Regions from separate parts of the Mus musculus genome. Here region 2 is linked to region 1. A link is a contact called in public ChIA-PET data. All regions are on one chromosome and are shown on one strand. The core of a region is the stretch at or near the end of the contact, and the rest is flanking DNA. Distances in the headings are between cores, read along the strand shown.

Evidence for each region. ChIA-PET counts read pairs in DNA pulled down with a chosen protein or histone mark.
Region 2: an RNA polymerase II ChIA-PET map of effector CD8 T cells shows a contact between it and region 1, with 443 read pairs. The contact joins the enhancer-like site here to the promoter of Purb in region 1. A contact is called at or near these places in 16 of 39 promoter capture datasets (the 3T3-L1 cell line, the C10 cell line, the HPC-7 cell line and 9 more), 17 of 484 Hi-C or Micro-C datasets (CD4 T cells, CD8 T cells, the MNK3 cell line and 11 more), 20 of 115 datasets of contacts at active chromatin or transcription factors (the 230-238 cell line, CD8 T cells, the HPC-7 cell line and 12 more) and 3 of 9 other capture datasets (adipose tissue, liver and pancreatic islet).

The regions. Positions count from the first base shown.
Region 1 is chr11:6,474,574-6,477,691 of GRCm38.p6, forward strand. It overlaps Purb (purine rich element binding protein B), which reads right to left and starts at 1,503. Exons shown (of 1, transcript NM_011221.3): 1 at 1-1,503. The coding sequence starts at 1,313. The coding sequence ends at 339.
Region 2 is chr11:6,567,838-6,570,723 of GRCm38.p6, forward strand. Ccm2 (cerebral cavernous malformation 2) reads left to right here. Exons shown (of 10, transcript NM_146014.3): 2 at 2,127-2,300. Among named protein-coding and RNA genes, the nearest start is that of Ccm2, 22 kb to the left of the region's middle. Within about 2 kb of position 1,519, at least 104 of the 459 cell types and tissues checked have an H3K27ac peak or open chromatin away from gene starts, as enhancers often do. A contact at or near this core is called in CD8 T cells, the N1E-115 cell line, the SCID.adh cell line and 13 more, where this site is marked.

The DNA.
Region 1 (3,118 bases), core at 253-2,752:
GATCTATCTATCCCTTCCAGTGTTTTCCTGATGAATTTCCGAACCTCGGTTTTAAACAACAGAAGCTGAGACTCTTGCGCAGGTGAGGAGATGCTGCTCCTCTTTGCAGGTTGCTGGCAGTTCCTTGGAACTTAACTGCTTTTCTCTAATTGTCTGTGACTGTTTTCTTATGGTTATTTCTCTTAACTATATTATTTTATTTTTTTTTTTGTTTTCTTCGTCTGCGGCCTCCCCTGATCCCTCTCCACTAGCTCACTGGGGACGAGAAGGAAAGGGCGCTCTCTAGCCAAGGGGATGGTGGTGGGGTTGGGGGAGGCCGGTACGGGAAGCTGCCTGCTTCAATCCTCATCCACTTCCTCACCCTCCGACTCGTCGCCGCCACCGCTGCCCCCGCCGCGTCGCTCGTAAAGCTTATCCCTCTGTCGCTCCTGGATCTCTTTCATTTCATCTGCATACCGACAGAAGGCGCCTCCAAACTTGCCCCAGGCCTTGAAGGGCACGGTGATGGCATTGCGGTAGGACGGCTTCACCTCGCTCACTCGCAGGAACACCCCGTACTTGTTGCAGCCGACGTCGAAGAAGAAGCGCTTCGAGTCCACGGTGATGGAGGTGCCCTCCGGGAGCTCTCCGTACAGGCCGCCCCCGGGGCCGCCGGCGCCGCCTCCCGGGCCGCCGGCCAGCTCGTCCTCGTCGCCCCCGTAGTCGTCGATGAGCTTGGCGAGCGCGTCGCGGAACTCGATGAGGCCCTGCGCGGGCAGCGCGATGGTCTGGCCGCTCTGCAGGCCGCCGGGCCCGGGCCCCCCGCCGAAGCCGCCGCCGCCGCGGTTCACCGTCTGGCGGATGCGCAGGAAGCGGCCGCGCTGGTTCTCCTTGAGGTCCAGGTAGTACTTGCGGTTCTCGCGCACCAGGAACTCGCTCTTGAGCGCGCGGCGCGGCCCGCCGCCCTCCTCGGCGCCCGCCGCCAGCTGCTCGGGGCTGCTGGGACCCAGCTGCGCGTAGTGCTCGATGAAGTCGCCCAGCGAGTCGCGGAACTCGGCGGCCACCGCCATCGACAGCGTGAGGCGGCTCTTGGAGCCGCCCGCGCCCACCTCGGCGATCTTGAGGAAGCGGCCCTTGGCGTTCTGCTTCACGTCCAGGTAGAAGCGCTTGTTCTGGATGTCCAGCCGCTTCGAGGCCAGCTCCTGCGTCTCCTGCTCGCCGCCCGGCCCGCCACCGCCGCCGCCGCCGCCGCGGGGCGCGGGCTGGAAGCCGCCGGGCCCGCCGCCGCCGCCGCCGCCACCGCCGCGCTCGCTGCCGCTGTCGCCGTCCGCCATCTTCTCGGCCGCCGCCTCGCCGCCGCCGCCCGCTGCGCTCGCGCCCCCGCCCTCCGCCCTGCGGCTCGCGCTCCGGGGCCCCCCAGCCTCGCCCGCCGGCTCCTCACGCGCGCCCGCCGCTCATCGCCGGTCGCCGCCGCCCCCCATCGCCTCCGCGCCCCGCCCCCGCGGCTTCCGTGCGGCACGGCCCGCTTCCGGCGCGCGCCTCCCGTGACGTCACTCCGCCCCGCCCGCCGCCGCCTCCCGGCCGGAAGACCCACACACACCACGCCGGCGGGGCGCAGAGGTGACGTCGCTGGCCGCGCCGGCAAGGCGTTCTGCGGCTACCCCGGGCGAGCCTATGTTTCTGTCCGCTGGTTTTGGGGTCCTCTTTCTTGATGCTTTACTGACGCTCCCGGTTTCAGAGGGTTTAGTGTGTGACTAGATGACTCTGTTGCTTTGGGGCTGTGGGAAGGCAGAACGTTTTGCCGAGAAGCACATGAATTATTCAACAGTGGAGCCAATCACCTCCTGGCGCCTGGGAAAGCAGAGAGACAGGAAAGGGCCAGGGGCTAGGGATCTTTCCAGAGCATACCCCAGTAACCTGTTTTCTCCAGTGAGATCCTACTTCTCACTAATGCTACTAGATTATTAATCCTCAGGGACGAGTACACTGATTAAGTCGGACTCCTAACGATTGGATCTAGCAATCCTTCAGTAAATAAGCCCGTGTTTCTAAAACAAAGAAACCAGAATACCATCTTATTTTATAAACTCCCTGAATGGAGTTCACACAAATAACTTTTGGGTTTTTTTTTTTTTTACAATTGGGTGTTTTTAATGATAGGATCTCACTAAGCTATATTGGCTTAAACTTGAGTTCTTGCATCAGTTTAATATTCGTTAACCAGGTTCCTCTAAAGTGTTGTTTTTTTTTTTTTAAAGATTTATTTATTATTATATGTAAGTACACTGAAGCTGTCTTCAGACACACCAGAAGAGGGAGTCAGATCTTGTTACGGATGGTTGTGAGCCACCATGTGGTTGCTGGGATTTGAACTCTGGACCTTCAGTCGGGTGCTCTTACCCACTGAGCCATCTCTCCAGCCCTAAAGTGTTTTAAATTTGTTTCTGTGTGGCTATACATGTACGTGTATGTGGAGGCCGGAAATAGAGTGTTTGTGTTACTCTCCACCGTATTTTTTGTGAGTGGGTCTCTGGCTGAACTTAGAGCTCACTGAATTGATCTAAACTGGCTGTCAGTGAGCCCTAGGGATCCCCCACCCCCACCCCCTGCTGCACCCTGCTCTTTTATGCAGCTGCTAGGTTTTCAAGCTTGTGTCTTAATGCTTGTGTGATGAGCAGTTAACCGCCCCTCTAGCCTGTATTCTGCCTGATGGGCCAGCTTTGTTATTTTGTTTCCGCTGAAATTTCATTTGCATCTAAGCCTAGAGTCTTCTCTTGTAATTTTTTAGTAAGGACATATTTTTGAGTGGTTTTATGGTTTGATTTTTAAGTATAGGACTATGTTTATCTGAAATATATCATGATGTCTGGGATGAAGTAAAGAATCTAAGGAATTTCCTTCAAATGACTAACCCATTGTCCCAGTACTATGTATTGGGTAATCCTTGGAGGATAGATGTTAACAGGTGGAGATAGGGTAGGTTATTTTGGGCAGAGGAACATATGTCTCCAGATGGTGAGTTGTGCAGTTTGGCTGGGGCCTAGGGTCTGTGAACAGTGGAACTGGGCGCAGCTGTTCTCTGGTGGCTAGGAGAGATCCTTGATTCAGTGGACAGGGGCCACCATAAACTGTATAAACA
Region 2 (2,886 bases), core at 269-2,768, 93 kb after region 1:
CTCGAACTCAGAAATCCACCTGCCTCTGCCTCCTGAGTGCTGGGATTAAAGGCGTGTGCCACCACGCCAGCTAAGCTCTGGGTTCTATTCTTAGCACTGCAGAAAAACAAAACAAAACAGATGGTGTGCATGTTGGAATCCTAGCCGTAGTCCTTGGGACCAGGAGACAGGACTGACGCTCCGTCTCCTCAGCCACACAGTGGGTTTGAAGCTAGCCTGAGCTGTTGGAGACGTCTCAAAAAAGTAGCGGAAGTGCCTGTGCTCAACACTCAGCTACAGCTCTGGAGTTCCTGTCATCTTATCTCTCTCTCTTTTCCACACCAGCAGTGAGTGCAGGAAACTGCCCTGCATGTGTGAACACAAGCGTTTATGTGTGCGTGCATGCATGTGTGTGTGCGTATGTATGTGTGTACTGATCAAGATAGGACTACAGGGTCAATGACAGACCATTCTAGGTCACAGAGGCAGATGCCTGGTGATAGAATCAGCTCCCATGAGTGGAATATTTTAATATTTACAGGGCCGTGGGTCACAATCTTTTCCTACTTTGGATTCAGAGTCGGGTGGGTGGTCATGGGTCATTATCTAGTGTGAGTGGAAGACAGTCTGAGGCTTTGGTGCTGGGCTGTAAAGACAGCCGTTGAAGAGGAGATGGATTGTTGTGAGTAAAAACAGTAACGGAAATAACTGCTGACACCGTTTTCCATTATAATCAAATATAATCAGCTCAGCTCTCTGTAGCTATCGCATGGATTGTTCATGAGAACATGGAACATGCAACAATCATAGCTCATTTTAGAGACCATAGCTCAGCTCATATCCTTGTATGGGAAAGAATCAGGATAGCTCAGACCACCACAGAGGAGTTGAGCCTTGAGCCTGGCGGAAAGCCTGTGGGGAGAGCAGCAGGCATGACGGCTGGGCGTGCACAGCTCTAACACCGAGACTCATGCTGCTGTCTTGTCGGATGGGCCTCCTGGATCTGTGCCCATCTTAGTAGATCAATGGAATAAAACCAAGATAACAAGGACCAAGGATGTGAAGCTAAGGAGGCAGGGAAGCTGTCCACAGCAGGAGGGCACAGGCACAGGCACAGGAAAGGTGTCAGGGTAATTTTCTGAGGCTGGGTGAGTCTTATTTGATTGTTGGTTTCATGCCTGGTGCTGAGAGCTGAGCCTAAGAGTGAGGCTGGGAAGTAGCCACATGCGGCATCTCCTGGGAGCCTTGGCCATGTGAGTCTTGCCTGATAACTTATTCTCTCCGTTTTTTGTTTGTTACTAGCTTGGGGGGAGGGACGGTCAGAGCTGAGCCTGCTGTAGTTTCCCAGCTGCTGCCTGGCTGCCAGGAACATAGTGGGTGAGTGTAGGAGAGATGTCTCTTGCAGAGAGAAAACAGCTAGGGTATCATCTCCTCCTTTCATTGCTCGTGTCTTTGGCCTCTGAGCTGATGCTGTAGATGATGTATTTAAGTGTTTCTCTGAGTGACAAAGAATGGCTGGCAGCGCCATCTTTCCACAGAGTGGGGGATAGCTTCTGTTGCGGTTGTTTAGGAGGCACTAGGTTTGATTCCCCTCTCCCTGGCCCACAAGTTCATTTTGATTACAGGTCGAGTCTTCAAAGCCTCGGTACTAAGCTCACATCCAGCAGGGGTGAGGCTGTGAGGTTAGTGGCTGCCTTGGAGCCCTGCCTGAGGGAAGGGGCTGCATGAGAACCTGGGGCTCAGTTAGCGCCTGGGCTCCTTAGAGCTCATGTGGCCTTGGCTGCTGAGACAGAGGCCTTGTGGGTGGCAGCCCTCCCTGTCCCACTTGCACCTCAGAGCTGAGATGACATGGCTCACAGAGCTGGCAGGAGTTGGAACTCTGCTGTGTGGCTCTCTTCTGGGGGACTGTTCCCCAAATGACAGTGAGTTGCCTTCTGAGTGTGACAGCCACTTAACAGGCCTGTCTGTCCTTGTGCAGAGTCTGAGCTGGCTCCAGAGCCATGCCTCAGCCTCATGTTGGTCCTTTCTCATAGGCTGCTGTGCACAGTCCTATTTTCATGGCGACGGTGCTAACTCTGTTTGTTAGTGGTAGGTACAACACAAATGTGTGAATAATGAACTCCAATCATTGCCATTTCTGCCTGCAGCCTGGAATTGTGTCGCCATTTAAACGAGTATTCCTAAAAGGTGAAAAGAGTAGAGATAAGAAAGCCCATGAGAAGGTGACAGAGAGGCGCCCTCTGCACACTGTGGTGCTGGCGTTACCTGAGCGCGTCGAGCCAGACAGACTGCTGAGCGACTATATTGAGAAGGAGGTGAAGGTAAGTCACCATGGGCCACAGGGCACGCCTGCCAAACAGTTCATTGCCAGCTCTGCATAAATACATTAGCCTGTGTCCTACCCTCTGTCTTGCTTCTGGATGTATCTAATAATGAAAACTCCAAACCCAGTCCCAGTCCTTAGCTTTGGTTTCTGATCCTCTGTGTAGCAGAAGACTACTCTGTCTTGAAGGTCATGGATATTGTGTAAAACAGGGAAACCTCGTCTCCTCCGATTTGCAGACAGATGACAGCAGGCGCTTGTTCCAGGCCCTTGTTTAGGACTCCGATGCTCAGCCTAACGCTGGAGGCCTTATATCTCAGGCCTGCCTGTGCCCAAAAGACTACTCAAGCTGTGTTATGTCCCTGAAAGTAAGTTAATGAAATGATAGAAGCTGTGAGCTCAGAGAGGAGAGGAGAGGTGTTGGTCATAGAAGGCCACTGGAAAGAAGGAAGCGGTGAAGGTGAAGTAGCCTAGTTGGTGGCTCCAGCTGGGTCAGGCCCCTGCAGAGGACAGAGTCCAGTGACTCGGGGGGCTCCAGTGCTGACTAAATATGGATTTGTAGGCACCCTCCACATTGAGAGGAG